Regions from separate parts of the Muntiacus reevesi genome. Here region 1 is linked to region 2. The links are chromatin contacts, called in public Hi-C maps. All regions are on one chromosome and are shown on one strand. The core of a region is the stretch at or near the end of the contact, and the rest is flanking DNA. Distances in the headings are between cores, read along the strand shown.

Region 1 (6,492 bases), core at 3,589-6,088, 200 kb after region 2:
GTAAGCTTTAACGTATCTAAAGTCACTAGAATTGTGACTTCTGGCTTGGGGAAAAGAGAGGGAGGCTATATATAAAAGAGGGATTCATTACAGGGAACCCAGTTCATCCAGCACCCAGCAAACACACAGAAGTAACAAGACTATGTGACAAAGATTTCTACACAAACTATAACATTATTTTAAGTTTTAAAAATTAAAAACAACAATGCGAACCTTAGAATCATTAACTAAATGAAGATTTGTTCAATGGATCTTTTAAACATGGTATTTTTGAAGACTATTTAAAGACCAGGGCTCATTTAGTCCACCTGTCAATGCAGGAGATGTGGTTTCAATCCCTGGGTCGGGAAGATCAACTGGAGAAGGAAATGGCAACCCACTCCAGTATTCTTGCCTAGGAAATTCCATGGACAGAGGAGCCTAGTGGTCTATAGTCCACGGGGTTGCAAAAGTGTCAGACACGACTTGGTGGTTAAACAACAACAATTTAAAGATCAGGGAAAAAGCTGGCCATTCCAATCAAGTAGAAAAGAGATACATCATGATACCATGGCTTTATAAAAGCCATGTTTAGAATATATTGGTTTGAAAACTTTTAGGAAAAATGCCTGAAATAAACTATTAATAATAAATTATTAACAGTACTTATCTCTGGTTAATTTCTAAAAATAATATCATTCAACAAATATTTATTGAGCATCTGTCTGTCTGCTACTGTACAGTAATGAGCAGAAGACATTTGTTCCTGTCCTGGAGCTAAACATATCACACTTTTATAATCAATCAGAAAAAGCAACACAGGTTAGAAAAGAATACATGAGATCAACCCACCCTAAATTTATAACCCATAAAAAAGATTACTAACACTTCTCTGGAACCTAGGTTGGGAACAACTTTGATACAAATATTTGGATAAAGGCAACCTACCCAAATGACTTGTACTGTTAGTTGCAAACTGTATCATGATACAATTGTCTAGATTACTATGGACAGAAGGTAGCAGAGACACTAACTCTCCAGGCTTCCTCCTTCTGTTGGAAGATTTTAAAATTAATGTTAATTATAAACAAAACTTGCTTAGTTGAAATTTAATCTCATACATCTTCCACCACATTTCTTTTCTCCTTTGTGTTTCTTTCCCCTCCACTATTTCCTGCTTTCACCTTCAATAATTTAATCCATTTATTTAAAAGAATCTTTGTAATAAATAGTCTTCTTTCAACTCAGGAATAGCCAGTTTGAGTTCTGCCCTACTGGGGATTCTCAAGAAAGACAGGAGCTTCAGAGGGGATCTGTATCTCTGAAGAACAAAAATAATTCACCACAAAATCTCAAAGCTCCAGGTCCATAAGATAGAAAAAGAAATAAGGAACTTTCCTGGAGGTCCAGTGGTTTAAGACTCCGCACTTCCAGTGCTTCACTGTAATTATTTTGCTAGTTTACATCTCAGACTGAAATTCTCCTAAAACTTTCTACGATTTTCAGCTCATCCTAAACACAGTGATAAATACTAAAATTAAGTGCTCTGAGTTAAAAACTTCAATACTACAGTTTGAATGTTACATGTTTTTAGGCACATTAAGCAGTAAATACAGACTTAAAATTCTGTAGGTTTTAAAATATTGAAAATGGATATGCTATGAAATAGTTTTCCAGAAATATTTTTCCTAGGGGACTCAAGTAATTGAAATTTGTAATAAAAATACATATGCAGGATATAATCGGCATTACAAGAATATATAGAGCATTAAATGTTAACTTAGTGTTGTGATGTCAAAAGCATACACCCAGAGAAGTAAAGGACAGAATTACTGATAGTCATTCATTCAATAGTTTCAGAAAGTACTTATTCTGTGCCAAGAACAATTCTAGGTACTATTAGAGACAGAGCAGTGAGTAAAACAGATAAAATTCCTGCCCTCAGGGAGTATGTTGTGGATTGAGATAGATAACAAGAAAAAAATAAGTAAAACATTAGAGTGGTAAGTGCAAAGAGAAGTAGGAAAAAAGACTGTAGAAAAAAAGATTGAGAGGGTTTTATAAAAGCAAGGAGGGAAAGGAGCAAGCCATGTGGCTGTCTGAGGAAAGCCATTCTGAGCAGCAGGGATAGCCAGAACAAAGGCCCAAAGGTAGGAAGATGTACATTCTTTTTAAGAAAGAGCAAGCAGGCCAGTGTTGCTAGAAGACAATGAAGGAGGGGGAAGAGTAATAAATGAGGCTAGAGGGATAATGGGGAAGGTCTAGGGCCTTCTGGAAGAGCATTGGAGTAAGGCTTTCCTGGACAGTTAGGATAACAGTTGGAAATGTAGGAGGGAGGTGACTCCAGGTAATTAGAACAAAGGAAAACAAAAGACAAGGAATCAGGATTTTGAGGATGTTTAGGAATCAGCAACTGGCTTCCTGTGGAATGAATATACACATAAAGTGAGGGAGCATGAATATGAGAGAAAGGGATCACTTGTGAGGTGGGAGATTGAACGTGCTGTATGATAAATATTCAGTCTTTGATCCTCTGTTTAGGAACTGCAGAAGAGAGATAGGGCAGGGAGGCCCCAGGGTAAGAGGTAATCTTAGCTGCCCCTTTAACATAACCTTTTGCTTTCCCTGGCAAGGATAAAACCCCGCTCCAGATAACTGCTTCAGTTGTTATGTTTAAAAGAAAAATGGTGAAAATCTTGGGATTTCTGTGGGGAACACTTTAAAAGTTCTTGTAGTAGAAAGGAGAGAAAATATACAAGAACTAGAATCCAGATTACTGTATTATTAACATGAACTGAATTGATGATGAACAACTGTATGATTAACATGAACTAGTAATACAAAGTGAATCATAAAAAGAAGATGACTAAAAAGCAGGACTGAGAAAGCAAATAGGAATTTCAAGTTTTTAAAGATCATTCCACAAAATGTCTAATTCATGAATAAACAAGAGTTAACTACCTCTAATTCTATGTAAAGAGGATTCTGGATTCTATTATAATTATCCATTTTGAATTAAAATTATTCACAAGGCAAAAGCTGGAAACTTCCTCCCAATTCAACATCCCATACAGAACAGTACCTAGTACAGAAGATGCAAATGCTTGTTTAAATAAAAATCCTACCCATTACTTTTCAACTCAGTAGAATCAAGCAGTGTTAGAGCTGCCTTAACACAACCTCAAGTTGTTACTATTAAAAGGGAAGATATTAACAAAAACAGAAGTTAGGAAGAAAGGATGATTTTCTTCCATATTACCACCTGTGCAAAACAACACACCCCAGAGGATTCTACTGGTTAATTAACCATATAACACAAAGGCCAGTTTTAAGTACATGCAGGAGTGTTATTTGGAATAATGGCATATATAACATGATTAAATCCAATAAACAAAGCTGTTCCAAATCCAAGGAAATTTCCCTCAATATATATGAGCTGCAGTAGAGATCCCTTTTTGAAACAGAAAACAAAAAGCATAAGACAATCTGAAACAACCTCTTTCATCTTGATCCTTCAAGAATTCAGTGAACTTAAGGAACTGGGTTTGCTTCTCTGTGTTTTTTCAAATCTCAAATTGAGAGTAACATCCTCTTCTTTCGTTCCAAATAAAGCAAACAAGTACAATTAAAAGGACAGCAGCTCTTAATCGCTCTTGGTCATGGGATGTTATAAATTCCAAAGAAAGGAACTGCTAAAGTAGAAAAAGAAATCATCTGATACAAATAATGAAACTTCTGCCAGAAAAAGCATTGTTCTACATACGATGATGTTTGTGCCCAAGTCACTTTTTAGACTGCTTACAGATAAAACTGAGAGGAGGGATTTCATAGGACTTTTTAAACCACGATTATCCATCAAAAAGTTTTCTTATGCAAATGTCGGAATGTCAATATACTTTCTGGTCTCCCGACTTCCAGGAAGCATTTTTCCATGCTAAGACAAGAACACTTTCAAGTGCAACTCCGTAAGCAGATTCGAACTCCCCTGGATACCATAAATAAGCATGAAAAAGCCTTTATACCACAAAAAAAGTACAACGGTAGTTTGCAAAGGTGTGATTAGTTCTGCTTGTTGAAGCGATCAGAGCAAGCAGTGAATTGAAGGTGCCCTGAAACCGAGCACACGGAACCACGGCCGCGGCATCTCCAAGATGCAACAATAAAAGCATCCTGCCCCCTCCTCATACTTCCCAGAAAGTGGCCTATTCCTGGAAGCCAACTGACCAGAGGAAAAGAGTCCGGCCTGCCTCACCTTATAGACGTCCCCGTAGGTGCCGCTGCCGACCCTCTGAACGAGCTCGTAGTCCTGCTGCGGGTTCCGCCTCAGGATGTCGGCCCCAGGCCGCAGAGGGGCCTCCATCTTCACTCAGGGCCCGGCCCCCGCTGGTTCTGCCCGCGGCGCCCCGATTCCCGCTAACGAGGACGAGCGGCGCCGCTTCCCAACATGGAGCCTCTGCCCGCAGCTCCGCCTGCACGAGGGAGAAGCAGAGGCTACAATCCCGAGCGGCCCAGCCCCTTCCTTTCCGCCCGTCCGGGGACCGCGGACCAGCCGGCCTGGAAGGGTCCCTAGAGCCCCGCCGCCGGGTTCCGGCCGCGGCCCTTCCCCCTCCCAGGCCGCCCGCGAACTGCCGGACCGGTCTGCCCGCCCGCCGGCGCTCGGGGTCGGCAGGATACCTCAGGGGGGCGGCCCCGCTCTTTGTTGAGCGCCGCGCCCGGGACCTACTTCCTCGCCCGCGCCTGCGTCCTGCTTCCCGGCTCCAGCCGGCCGCTCCAGGTCCCGCGGCGCCGCCGCCGCCTCCCGCAGCAGCGCACGTCCTCTCGCGGGCGGCTGAGGCGCGTACCGTCGCCGCTGCCGCCGCCGCACCACGTTCCCCACCCGGGGCTGCGTCACCGGGAGACACGTTCCCGGCCAGCGTGGGTCGGCGCCCAGAGGCCCGCCCGAGCGCGCCGGCCGCGGGGCCAGAGTGCCGCCCTGAGGCCTGCTCGGGACACGACACTCTCCCGGCCGGGCCGCCGCGCCCCCTCGCCCGGCGCGTCCCTCCGGGCCCGGGCTCCGCTCCCCACCCGCGGGTGTTAGGGACGCCCCCGGTGTATTCGTGGGCGGACGCGCCTCGGCTAAACCGCCCCGTGCATCGTCTGGTAAACTTGGAGAGTGAGGCGGGTAGAGAGAGAGGGTGGGCGCGAGGGAGACGGGAACGCGGCTCCCGCCTAGTTCAGAGAAGGTACGCAGAGGGCACTGGGCCAGGAGTCAGCTGGCCGTGGGGCGCCAGGGAAGGAGGTGGGGAAGTGCCAGGTTAACTAAATCGCGGCACACCCTACTGCACCGTCCTGTTTTGCAAATCGTTCCCAGTGGTACCAGTTTGAAGCTTCCCTACACACCTGCGCAACCTGTCTTCTACGAGTTTTCCCAAGACATTTCTGAAAGCCTAAATTCCTAGGAAGTTTCAGTGGCCAGTAGCTCAGTTGGGCACACGCGGTGTCTCAACGCGGTTATTGCTCCTTTATTTGGCTCAGGAGCTTTGCAGAAGCTGAGACAGAATTAGGGACCACAACCTGGTTCTGGTTCTACCACTTCCTCAGTCTGTGACCCGGGACAAGAAGGACATCGTATTTGCCAATGTCTCCTTATCTGCAGCTTGAAGAGGATAGGGTTTTGCATCTGACACCCAAGAAAGCGTTTATAAAGCATCTTACAGGATTATAAAGAAGGTTATCAATATATAAGAGGTTTAAAAATACTTCACAATGTACAAAATATGGAACAGGAGTTTAGGGAAGTAATTTGGCTGATATTTCACAGGCTGTTTTGCAGTTTCAGTTCTAGTCTTGTTCTGAAGGTAGAAATAACATTACCAGGTTGTATACTGGCAAAGTTATTTCTAGAGCTCCGTGAAGGTTTGAACAAAAAAGCCAGCTAACACTTGGCCCAATGCATTTAGTGACTGAAAAATCACAAAAGAGCAAGTTGTGGATGTTGCCTTGTGGCTTTGAATATCCAATTCAATTCCATTCTTGGCAGTGTATTGGTTGTTGTTGGTCATTGTAATCAATTGCATAATGTAGAAATTAAATTCACACCTTAACAGGACTGGGAAGATATGTATTTCTTGTGCTGTCTGCACAAAGGGCACTTATTTAGGGAACATAAGTAAGCTCAGACTTACATGCTCTATGGACAAAGCCTATGTGTTTGCTGCATTGAAAAAATTGTTGAAGAACAGTTACTTCTTTCAAAGCTTCTTGGCACTTGATTTGGTGGGCAAATACTTTTGGCTTCAATGACTTAAAATCTTTTCAAATGTTCTATTGGTATCCTAGTACTTATTTACTGTCATAGATTCTCATTTTCCCCTTTGACCCTATAAGCTTTAATCCTTTTTTTAGTCTATAATTTATTTATACTTGCATTACTCCTCAGAGAATTTGAGGCAGAATATGGAAAATGCATACTATAACATAAGATAAAAATGAGGAAATAGGTATGATGTCAAAGAAAGGAAAAATGGGATACCA
Region 2 (5,628 bases), core at 2,773-5,272:
GATGAGAAGAACTGGATTAATTCACACATTACTGGTAGGAATGTAAAATAGTACAGCCACTCTGGAAAAAGAGTATAGCCTTTTCTTAAAAAATTAAACATGTGCTTACTACATGTCTTAGCAACTGCACTCTTTGGCACATATGTGGAAAAAAACATTGTTCAAAAGAATACATGCACCCCAGTGTTCACTGTAGAGCTACTTACAATAGCAAGTCATGGAAGCAACTGAAATGTCCATCAACAAATGAATGGACAAAGATGCGGTGCATATATACAATGGAATATTACTCAGTCATTAAAAAGAAGAAATAATGCCATTTGCAGCAACATGGATGAACCCGAAGATTATCATACTAAGAGAAATAAGTCAGATAAAGACAAATATCATACACTGCTTAATTGGGCAATTTAAAAAAATGATACAAATGAACTTATTTACCAAACAGAAGGACAGAGAATGAACTTATGATACCAAGCGAGTAAGATGGGTGGGGGGAGGGATAGATTTGGAGTTTGGGATTGACAGGTACACACTGCAATATTTAAAACAGATAAACAGCAAGGACCTACAGCGAACTCTGCTCAATATTCTGTAATAAGATAATGGAAAAAGAATTTGAAAAAGAACAGATACATGTATGTATATAACTGCATCACTTTGCGGTATACCTGAAACTAACACAACATTGTTAATCAACTATGCTCCAACATAAGAAAAAAATTTTTTTAAAAACATGAATTCACTTGACATCAGATTTCTAACTTGTGACAATGAAATCCATAAGTCAATAGAGCGACTTCCTTGGTGGTCCAGTAGTTAAGACTGCACTGCTAATACAGAGGGTGAGGGTTCCACCCCAGGTTGGGGAAATAAAGTCCCACATGCTGCACGTTGTAGGCAAAACACAAAAAGCAAACAAACAAACAAACAAAAGCCAAAAACAAAACAAAAACAACAATCAAAAAAAAAATAAGAAGTCAATGAAGTAGCAGTTTCAAGAAGAAAAAAAGCATTTCTAACGATATTCTTAGATAAAAAAGGCTAAAGGAACTTTAACATGCAAGAGACACTCCTAAAAATACTACTGTACCAAAATTTAATGAGTTATCAACTCAAGAAGTTAAATACAATAAGGAAAAACAAATATATAAAGATATATAATATATAAAATAAACATATAAATAAAAAATATAACAAAGAAGAAAAATCCTTTATTTGAAAAGATTTATAAAGTATACAAATCTCTGGCAATAGTAATGAGAAAAAAAAGTGAGATGACACAAATAAATAAAACAGAATAATAAGGAAAAACATGTAAAGACATGACAATGATCTTAAACATAATCAAAGAACATCATGAAGATCTTTGTACGAATAAATGTGATAATGTAGATGAAATGTGGTGAGGGACTCAAGCAATATTAGTGAGACAAGAAGAAATAGAAGTTTTGAATCAATTGCTATGTTAGTTATCAAAAGCTTTCCACCTAAACACACACAGACGTGTGTAAATTTTACCAAAATTTCAAGGAATGGATAATCTCTATCATCGAAGATGTTCCAGAAAAATTTTAAAAGCTGAAAACTCCCTAACTCATTTTATGAAATACGTATGACTCAGGTTCCAAAACTGGATGTTGGTGTTGTTTTAGTTGCTAAGTCATGTCTGTCTCTTTGGTGACCCCATGGACTGGATCCTCAGGCAAGGATACTGGAGTGGGTTGCCATTTCCTTCTCCAAGTGATCTTTCCAATTCAGGGATTGAACTCGTGTCTCCTACTTGGCAGGCAGATTGATTCTTTACCACTGAGCCACTTGGGAAAGCCCTAAAGTGATAAAGTGTTAGTTTCCCAATCACGTCCGACTCTTAGTGACACCATGGACTGTAGCCCACAAGGCTCCTCTGTCTGTGGAAATTCCCAGGCAAGAATATTGGAGTGGGTTGCCATTTCCTTCTCCAGGGGATCTTCCCAACCCAGGGACTGAACCCAGGTCTCCTGCATTGCAGGCAGAGGCTTTACCATCTGAGCCACCAGGGAGTCCCCAAAACTGGATAAGACATACAAAAAAGCATATCCTATATAAGTAAAATCCAGCTGAAAGAATATAAAATAAGATACTATTTATCATAGCAACAAAGCAATAAGGGAATCTAAGAATTAACCTAAAGAAAAAAAGAACTTCACAGAGTAAAATTTTAAACTCTATTAAATAACAAAGGCACGCTTGTGTGCATGCTCAGTCGTGTTCAATTCTTTGTGACCCCCATGGAGTATACTCCTCTGTCTATGGGATTATCCTGGCAAGAATACTGGAGTGCGTTGCCATTTCCTCCTCCAGGGGATCATCTGGACCGAGGGATCAAACCTGTGTCTCCTCCCACTCCTGCACTGACAAGTGGATTCTTTTACTGAGCCACCCGGGAAGCTCCTAAATAACAAATGAGTATGCATAAATGAAAAGATATGCCAAGTTCATGGATGGGAAAACTCAAAATTATAAAGAAGCAATTCTCCCCCAAATCTATCTATCTAATGTAATTTCAATTTTCAAAATAATCTTTTAAGATACTAAATGTTATATAGAATAAAGTCCGTAAGTAGTGAAGCAATTTTTAAAAAATGAGTGCATGTAAAACTGATGAAAATCTTAACAAGGTCTATGGATTGTGCTAATATCATTTTCCTGGTTTTGACACTGTTACTACAGTTAGGTAAGATGTTGGAGCAAAATGGGTTAAGAAGGGTACATGAGAGCTCCCTGGTCTGGGTTTTTGTGGGGTCTTTTTTTTTTTTTTTTGGAACTTCCTATGGATCTTTAATCATTTCAAAATAAAAAAAGTATAAACAAAACCTTCACTAACCTTACTTTTCTTCCCTTAAGAAAAGGTTCCTAAAAGAACAGTCTACATACCCCACGATGAATCACAAATCCTATTCCACACTAATTCCCCTCCAATCCACTAATACACAGCAGCCTGAATCAACTTTTTGAAACATCAACATTTAATCACGTATTTAAAAGTCTCCCAGCGCCCTTGGATAAAATTCCACGTGCAGTTAAAGTAAAACCTCTGCTGTGATGTAACCCTCTCCGGTGTCCTTCCACACCATCCTCTGTTTCGCCAAGTTCCACTCACACTCATGTTGCCCACATGCTAGTTCCCGAAAAAGAGCCAAGAGCTTTCCAGCTTTGACACCTTCACATAAACCACTCCCCACACAGAAAGCAGGTAAAAAACAGTAATTTCATACGTGATCTCCACATTTCAAATCACAGGACGCTGAATTCTGCAGGGTTTGATTAGCAGCTGAGTTGCTTCTCATACGGGCACCTCTATGCAGCCGTGTGTGTGCCAGGAACTGACTGATTTAAGACCGGTTTCAGATGTTCCAAGTAACATCAGGAAGGCCAGCGAACAAACAGCACGTTTGACAGCTTACAGTGTGTGAGGTCCTTTTAATCCTCAAAACGACCACTTGCGCGAGAGACCAGGTTCCGATTCACAACTGAGCCTTAAAGGAGCTTAAGTAACCCGCCCAGGGTTGAATGGGAAGCGGTGGAGTTGTATTCAAAGCCAGGACTGTTGTTGACCTCTACTCGACACTGCCTTTCTTATTCTTCTCCTCTCTCCCACAAGCCTACGAGTGATCCAGGCAGGTAGCTCCTGGGATCTGGGGCTGGAGCCCGGGCTTCACAGGATCCCGAGCTTCTCTCTCGCCGAGGAGAGAGAAGAAAAGCAGAGGCAGAGGTCCAGCACTAGGCAACTCCAAGAGAGGCAGCGCAGACCGCGGGGGGCGGGCCAGCGGTACTCACCTGGTGCTGGCTCTGCGGCCACCCTGGCACAACAGCCGGGATTTCCCCGACGCGGGTGTGCGCGCCGCGGAGAAGCTCCCGGGGAAAATCCCGCGGGCCCGTCCGCAGACACTGCCCAGATAACGCAGCGCTGGTACCATCGCCTGCGCCCCTTTCCCTGCCTCAAGCCCTAGAAGCCAGCCCTTGAGACCTGTAATGCCCGGGTCCCGGCGCCCTCTAGCCCCGCCCCCTAAGCAGAGGCCAATGAAGGGAGCGCCTTCGCCCCACGTGGGCGCAGCCGCCAGTGGCCAATGAACGCGCGCGGCGGAGGGCGAAGGGCAGGCCTGCGCCGCCGTAGACGCTGGGGACGCTAGCTTGCTCCTTCCTTTTGACTCTGTGAGTAGACGAGCTAGGCCCCGCGAGGGGCGGGACTAGTGGTGGTCACCTTCTCCCCTTTTTCTCCCATCGCTTGGCTAACTGAAAATCTGGCCCGCCGAGTCGCGCGTCCTCGAGCTGCAGAGCCCAGCGGACTTGGCGCCTCAGGAGAAAGTCTGGGGATGATGATGGTGAAAATTCTCGTTTGGGCAGGCCCAGAGGCCCTCCTTTCCTCCAGCTAGGCCCCGCCCCCAAGACCCCGCCCCGCGTCCCTCGTGGCTCCGCCCTCTCAATCTCGCCTCTTCCTAGCCCCGCCCCGCGCCCCTTGCGGCTCCTTGCGGAGAATCTGTCTCCAACGCGTCTTCTACAGAGCGGAGTGCTCACTAAAGGGCACTGTCCAGCCCTAACCTTCTCCAGACGGAGGCTCTGTCATGGCGACGCCTGATAGTCTGCTGTTTTCTGGCCATCCATATATGTGACTCCTGACATGTCATTCATTATTGGTCTTGTAAATATTGAGCGCATAAATGAACCAGACGGCTCGGTCTCTGCCATCATTTAGCGATCTGTTTCCTTTCTTTTTTTTTTTTAAATACTGGACTGACATGTAGTTTTAAATATGCTTTACGGGCCTGGAAACAATGATTCACCCGTACATGTCACTTCACCCCTATTTAGCTGTAAAGTGAGGGAAGTGGGCTGTGTAATCTCTGAAAGACCTGTGTTAAATTATGTGATCCTCTAGTTCTATGCCTAACTAACACCTGTTGTCAGTGTTTGATGGAAGTTTTTTTTTTTTTTAATTTTTAGGGTCAGGACAGCTGAGCAAAACAAAAATAGGACGATGTAACTTTATTACTTTATTTGGATTTAGCAGATGGAGCAGTGGTAAAGAATATGCGTCCAGTGCCCGTGCAGGAGACCCAGGTTCAGTCCCTGGGTCCGGAAGATCCCCTGGAGTAGGAAATGGCAGCCCACTCCAGTATTTTTGCCTGGAAAATTCCGTGAACAGAGGAGCCTGGCGGCCTGCAGTCCATGGGGTGGCAAAGAGTCGGACACCGCTGATCACCCCACGGGCACTAACTTTATAGCTGGAAGGACTTACACTTGCCTGTCTGAATTTGGCTCCAGTTATTAGTCGAATAGCTTGGGGAAGTGGAGTCACCCCTTTCCCTCAGCCCCTCCTCTGTGAACTATGAGTGATGTAGGGTCCCCCTTAGAGGACTTTTGTGTGGATTATGCAAGATAAGGCTCATCAGATGCTTAGCACAGTAAAGTGCTCAATAAAATGATGGTGTTTATTATGTTTATATGGTTTTTATCACCTGGATAGTTATACATATTTTCTTTATTTGTGAAAATAATGTGGAATGTTGCCTGCTTGTTCATCACAAATGAAAAATAAGATATGATTCATTGTTTAGTTCAGTTTTTAATTTTTTATTAGAAATTTTT

What was found. A called contact is a pair of places that touch in the nucleus more often than the background predicts.
Region 1: a Hi-C map of muscle shows a contact between it and region 2, with 8 times the contacts expected there. The contact joins the promoter of MAP4K5 here to the promoter of L2HGDH in region 2. A contact is called at or near these places in 2 of 3 Hi-C or Micro-C datasets (blood and muscle).

Annotation. Positions count from the first base shown.
Region 1 is chr7:41,905,915-41,912,406 of mMunRee1.1, forward strand. It overlaps MAP4K5 (mitogen-activated protein kinase kinase kinase kinase 5), which reads right to left and starts at 4,839. Exons shown (of 33, transcript XM_065940407.1): 1 at 4,703-4,839; 2 at 4,232-4,448. The coding sequence starts at 4,339.
Region 2 is chr7:41,704,686-41,710,313 of mMunRee1.1, forward strand. L2HGDH (L-2-hydroxyglutarate dehydrogenase) reads right to left here and starts at 4,023. Exons shown (of 9, transcript XM_065941902.1): 1 at 3,820-4,023. The coding sequence starts at 3,959. It overlaps DMAC2L (distal membrane arm assembly component 2 like), which reads left to right and starts at 4,095. Exons shown (of 5, transcript XM_065941908.1): 1 at 4,095-4,194.